Regions from separate parts of the Oryctolagus cuniculus genome. Here region 1 is linked to region 2. A link is a contact called in public Micro-C data. All regions are on one chromosome and are shown on one strand. Each heading gives the region's core, a stretch centred on a gene start, on an enhancer-like site or on the middle of the called end of the contact. The rest is flanking DNA. Distances are from core to core; before and after follow the strand shown. Region 1 holds the start of PSMD2 (proteasome 26S subunit ubiquitin receptor, non-ATPase 2). Region 2 holds the start of EIF2B5 (eukaryotic translation initiation factor 2B subunit epsilon).

Region 1 (3,153 bases), core at 278-2,777, 160 kb before region 2:
ACGCGTAGAAAGTCAAGGGCAAGGCCAGCCAGACCGAAATACTTCAGATAACTGAACATTTCATTTTCTGGATTAGCATAGTATTGAGGGGCAGAGAAGAGACTTAACCGGGGGTATATCTTAGAGATAAAAAAAATGAGTGTATACAGGATAAAGGGAACAGAAAATACAGGGTTAAATTCAAGTTAAGGCAGATCACAATAATGAAATCCCAAGGTCCAACAGGCATGACAGAAACCGTCTTCCGAGAAGCAAATCCTCCTTCCAGCTCTTTCGTGGGTACTGTGACTATGATGAACTCTGCTCAATGAGATCAGGTCTTGGGTCTGTCAGACCCTGTGTGACTCGCCATGATCCCTGTGGTCTAGATGAGAGGACCCCTAAACTAGACTTCCACCAGTTTCTGAACTAGTTTTACCTTATTCTCCCCAGGGGCCATGTTCTCGTAGATTTCCTTCAGCTTGCCATAGTGTGGCCGCAGGAATTTGAGAGGTTTGGGCACCGAGGTCATGGACGTTGTAGAAGACCGAATCTGCCTCCGCAACTCCTCCAGGGCTGGTCGGTACAGGGATGTGTCTTTCTCCTGATTAGGAGACGTAAGCGCTCAGACAGAAGGGAAGCAGACACCCCTCCAAATGACGAGGCAGAGACCTTTCTCTAACAACTCCCTCATGGACAGAACCGTTTGCTATGCACCTGTGACGCCCCAACTCTCCGCACACTGCCCGGCACCAAAGCCAATAGCCTCCCAATGTTCCTCGTCATTGTCCTCACTCACAACACGGCCCTAACGCTGACCCTAAAATGCAGCCCACTTCACACAGGAGCCGCTGCCTAAAAACGGAATAAAGCAAACAAGTGGAAAAGATCCAGAGAGCCCACCGCCCCCCACGTTCCCGTCATGACTCACCCCCAGGCGTTCCACGAGCATCTCCAGTTCATCCTGGAGCTGCTTGTCCTCCTCAGACTGCGGGGTCAGGGGGGGAAGCTCATCAAAGGAGGAACCCCAACCACATGCTCCTCCCACTCACCCCGGAGCAGGTGAGTGCGAGCCCACCTCCTCGGGAGGGGCCAGGCAAGGGGAGTGACAATGACCCACCACGAGGCGGTGGTGAGGCTTGGTGGAGGTGACAGCGGGAGAATGAAGAACGAGGGCACAGAGGCGGGGGTGCCAGAAGCCCCGACCGTAGCCCCAACTACCCTCTCCCGGGCGCGGTGGGGCCGTTGGGGGCCAGGCCCGAGGCCTGCGGAGCCGCCGTGACTCAGCCCCGCGGCCTCCTCCGCCAGCTCTCGGGGCCACGCCTCACCAGCTCCTGCTCTTTGTCCTTGTCCCCGGCATCCCGTCGCTCCTTGCCGCTCGACTTCTCATCCGCGCCACCGGGGGCCGTCGCTGGGGGCTGCTGGGGCTGCACCGGAGCCTTGTCCCGGCCACTCTCCTCCATCTCCGCCGCCGCTGCCGGCCCGCTGCGCGCGCACCCTCGCGCACCGCCCCCTTTCCCAGACGGCCTCGCGCGCGGCGTGCGCGGTGCCCCGCCTCCTCCGGGCCCCGGCGCTCCCGGAAACGTCGGGTGGACCCACACCGCTCGGCGGCCTCGTAGGCGGTCGGGAGTGGGAGCGGGAGGTTCCCAGCCCTCGGCTCGGCTCGCAATGGCGACGGCGGGGCTCTGGCCTGCTTCGAGTTTCTCGAACGCCACAGGCACTCGCTGGTGTAGGAGATGACTAGGCTGCGAGCCGAGATCCCATGGGTAAGGATTTTCCTCACCCGTGTTACGGGATTTTCTCATAACAGTGTGAATAAAACCCCCAGTGGTGTTCCAGTTGGCTGCTTGGTGCAACAAACAGAAGGGGTTCTTGAGACACTTGGCTGCCATCTGAGTGACCTATGTCTAGCCCCATACCACTGTGAAATAGTAACCCATAACGCTTCCCCCGCATTGGGGATGTTCTGGGTCCTTTTGGGAGCAAGGTGGCCAGGCGGGACCAAAGTTGGAAGCCTGGAATTCAATCCAAATCTCCCAGGTGTGTGGTAACGACTCAACCACTTGAGTCATCCCTGCTGCCTCCCAGAGTCTGCATTTAGCAAGAACCTGGAGTCAGGAGCGAGAGCCAGGAGCCTAACCCAGGTGTTCTGATATGAGATGCTGCTGTCCTAACTGGCATCTTAAGTACTAGGCCAAACACCTGCTCCAGAATTGCTTTTTGAGTGATCATATGGAGTTCCCATAAGCCCTTGAGATTGGTAGGATTGTGTCCATTTTACAGGGGAAATCACATACAGCATGATTTGACATCAATAGTTGAGTGTCAGCCTTCCAGATCTCGACTGTGTCAGGCAAACCCTGAAGTTTCTTCCTCAGCTCAGGTTATGCAGTGTGTGTGCCGTGTCCCAAGGGTGAGATATGAGGAAGTGACTCCTCCCCTTTGCCTGGTGAGAACACTAACCATCTGGCCTGGAGTCTTCTTTTATGGATTCTGCTGCATTTAAGAATGTAGAAAGTGTTTTTATTTATTTATTTATTTATTTTTTATTTTTGACAGGCAGAGTGGACAGTGAGAGAGAGAGAGACAGGTCTTCCTTTGCCGTTGGTTCACCCTCCAATGGCCGCCACGGCTAGCACGCTGTGGTTGGGCACCGCGCTGATCCGAAGGCAAGAGCCAGATGGTTCTCCTGGTCTCCCATGGGGTGCAGGGCCCAAGCACTTGGGCCATCCTCCACTGCACTCCCTGGCCACAGCAGAGAGCTGGCCTGGAAGAGGGGCAACCGAGACAGAATCTGGCACCCCAACCGGGACTAGAACCTGGTGTGCCGATGCCGCAAGGTGGAGGATTAGCCTAGTGAGCCACGGTGCCGGCCCAATATTCTTTTTTTTTTTAAAGATTTATTTATTTATTTATTGACAGTCAGGGTGGACAGTGAGAGAGGTAGAGACAGAGAGAAAGGTCTTCCTTTACCATTGGTTCAACCTCCAATGGCTGCCGCGGCCGGCGCACCGCGCTGATGCAAAGCCAGGAGCTAGGTGCTTCTCCTGGTCTCCCATGTGGGTGCAGGGCCCAAGAACTTGGGCCATCCTCCACTGCCTTTCAGGGCCACAGCAGAGAGCTGGACTGGAAGAAGGGCAACCAGGACAGAATCCGGCACCCCGACTGGGGCTA
Region 2 (3,043 bases), core at 19-2,518:
AGGTCTCCTGTACACCTGTGGCAGTCAGGAATTCCAGAGTGTAGTCAATTAGCGCCACATTGGCCAGAGGCAGGAGGACCTAGGGGGTGGGATATGATGAAAGATGGAGGTCTTGAATCCAGGACAGCCTCTGGGTTCCCCACTGCAACAATTTTCATGCCTCTACCAGTGTTTCCGGGCACTACGGTTTGCTTTATCTTTCCAATTCAAAGATAAAACAAGGTTCTGTCTGTGAGAATCATGGCTTGCAAGGAATCTAGCTGCCTAGCGTGAGACCCAGTAGACCACTGCTAGCAACGCATAGTAATGGAAATCGGTCACATCTCTCAAAACATTTCCTTCCTTGATATCTTTGTAGGAATCAGGGACTAGTGTTCAAAATGAACAGCCAGCAGGCCTTTGGGGTATCGGGGGAGCTAGGGAGAATTTCCCCTAAACTCAATGGAGTTCTCTCTCTGAACTGGGCTAGCAACACCCAGGACTAGCTCAGCCCAATTCCCCACTGTCTAGACAATTAAGGGGATGATGGCAACCGGCCACTAAAGCTGGTCTATACGCCTCTGACAGATGGCACTGGCTGTCATTAGCACCTGGAGGGAAAAAAAACAGCACACGGCCCAAGACCTAGGCCGATTTTTGTAGGCAGATTGCTGCCCTTTCAGAGGCAGACGGGTCCCTTCCACTTAAGCATCCCTCCTCTGCAAGGTTAAAGGGCAGTGCGGTCTCCGCCTTGTCGGGGCAAGGTCTCCTCACGCGTCCTCCGCCTCGGTGGACAGCACTCTGAGCGCCCAAGTCTGCCAGCCGCTCGCTGACTCAGGCAGTCATCAGGGCTGTAGGCAACGCCTCCGTCTTTCTCCGAGGCAGGTAACCCCCGATTTTAGGAAAACAGAGGGGGACACAAGTCCTTCCAGGGCATGCTTCACCAGGCAGCCCAAAGGAGCTGGCATTCCACCTGCTCCAGCCCCGCCACCCTCCCCGTTGCTCGCGTGCGCGACGCTCACCCGAGGCTGGTCCTTGGAGATGGGGAAGAAACGGCGGTTGAAGCTATCGGCCACCAGGACCGCCTGGAGGGGCGGCGGAGGCTCCTCCTCCGCACCTCGGGCTCCCCCGCCGCCGCCACCGCCTCCTGGCCCCCCGCCGCGCTTGTTGGCCCGATCAGACACTGCACCAGGCGGCGCCACCACAGTCGTCGCCATCTTTGTGTCTCGCCGTCACCACTTCCGCGAGGAAACAGACACCGCAAGCAGTAGGGGACAAAAAGGACCTCACACTTGAAACGCGCAGGAATGACGGGAGGGAGGCGGCGAGGGAGGAGGAGTGCGCATGCGTCCTGCCCGAGCGCTTACCCGTCCCGCTGCTGGTCCCAGGCGGGAGGGCGCGAGGCGTGGCGCAGCCAGCGGAGGCGCAGGTGGGGTTGCAGCTGGCTCAGGCCCCGGTTTGGCCGTGGAGAAGCCGAGATGCTTGCGGCATGATGGGACTTGTGGGTGCCACGAAGGGGCTGGGGCTGTTCGGGATCCGTAGTCGCCCACTGGTTTCTCCGCCCATGTTAACAATTGTAGGCTTCCCTAGTCAGTCTGGTCACCTAATGGAACCCGGCGCCTTGGGACGCCGGGACCGAGTCAGACAGACAGCGCCTCCCTACGGGGGCTCACAGTTGGGAGAGTGGGAATCCTGAGCGCTGTTTGTGGGTCAGGCACGGAGCAAGCCTGAACTCGGTTGACCGTCACCTATCTGCAAGACTTCTCACTCATTCGTTCCACAAACACCTCGAAGGAAGTCCACCCAGCTAGCAAGTGCAACCCGCTCTGTCTTCACGGCTCCGTACGCCTGCTGCAGGCTCATGTGGGGACAACAATGACTAGGATGTATTCGTGGATTCATTCTCAACCTATCAGCCTATGCAGCATCTTAGGCGGAGAGGAGATGGTGGGAGGATCCCAGAGCAGCGGGAAATTGAGCAGGGCTGTCTTGGAAAAGGCCCGAGGCTGAAGGGGCGCAGCACGTTTCGGGGCAAGGCGCCACGGCTGAGAGGCGGACCGAGCCCGCGAAGGGCGGCACCCGTGGGGGCGAGGCCAGGCGCCGCCCGCGTTGCACGTCGGGAGTTGGAGTTTGCGGGGCCGGGTTTCCACGTGGCGGGTCCCATGCTCCCGGCTGGGCTCCCGCGGCTCTCTCTGTCATTCCTTCCTTCTCCCAGGCAAAGCAGGTGCTCGGCGGATACCCTTTGCTTTAGGAAAGCTTAAGCTGGAGAAGCGAAAGGCAGCTCAGTGAGCGTTTTATTAATGGGTGGACGCGGTAAAGGAAGATATTTAACTGCCCTGTGAATGAATAGACCGAAAAAGGGGAAAAAAAGCTGTGGGGGCTTAGCCAGAACTACTGAGTTGTGCAGACACACAGAAGGGGGGAATTTGAGGGAAGGGAAAGTAAACCCGATTGTAGGAAACATTTAATGTTGGTTTATTTTCATTTGCTTGAATCGCAGAGTGACAGAGACAGAGTGAGAGAGAGATTCAATCCGCTGGTTCACTCCCCCAAATGCCAGCAACAGCTAGGGCTGGGCCAGGCTGAAGCCAGGAGCCAGGAGCTTCATCCAGGTCTCCCATGTGAGTGCAGGGGCCCAAGGACTTGAGCCATCACCTGCTACCTCCAGGATGTGCATCAGCAGGAAGCTGGGTATGAAGTGCTGGGACTTGAACCATGCACTCCCATATGGGCAGCAGGAGTCCCAAGCAGAGGCTTAACCTGAGTTCCACAACACTTCTCCTGTTTTAGAGGATTCTGGGAACCTCGGAGAACAGTGAATTCCCAGCAGAAGGCATTTGTAGGAGTAGTAGACTCAGGCCTTAAAATTCTGTAGACGGGGCCAACTCCGTGGCACAGTGATTGAAGTGGATTAAGTGGCCTGCAGTGCTGGCATCCTGTATAGGCATGGTGTCTGAGTCCCAGCTGCTCCACTTCCATTTCAGCTCCCTGCTAATGTGCCTGGAAAAGCAATGGAGGAAGGACCAAGTCCTTGGGCTCCTTGCACACACCTGGGAGACCTGGA

What was found. Hi-C and Micro-C count contacts between places; a contact is called where the count stands out from the background.
Region 1: a Micro-C map of ear pinna shows a contact between it and region 2, with 4 times the contacts expected there. The contact joins the promoter of PSMD2 here to the promoter of EIF2B5 in region 2. A contact is called at or near these places in 2 of 6 Hi-C or Micro-C datasets (ear pinna and an unstated tissue).

Annotation. Positions count from the first base shown.
Region 1 is chr4:93,873,135-93,876,287 of mOryCun1.1, reverse strand. PSMD2 (proteasome 26S subunit ubiquitin receptor, non-ATPase 2) reads right to left here and starts at 1,527. Exons shown (of 21, transcript XM_002716475.5): 1 at 1,308-1,527; 2 at 911-967; 3 at 419-583. The coding sequence starts at 1,442. It overlaps LOC127482908 (a long non-coding RNA gene), which reads left to right and starts at 1,489. Exons shown (of 2, transcript XR_007908823.2): 1 at 1,489-1,745.
Region 2 is chr4:93,713,209-93,716,251 of mOryCun1.1, reverse strand. It overlaps EIF2B5 (eukaryotic translation initiation factor 2B subunit epsilon), which reads right to left and starts at 1,268. Exons shown (of 16, transcript NM_001082674.1): 1 at 1,002-1,268; 2 at 1-79. The coding sequence starts at 1,196.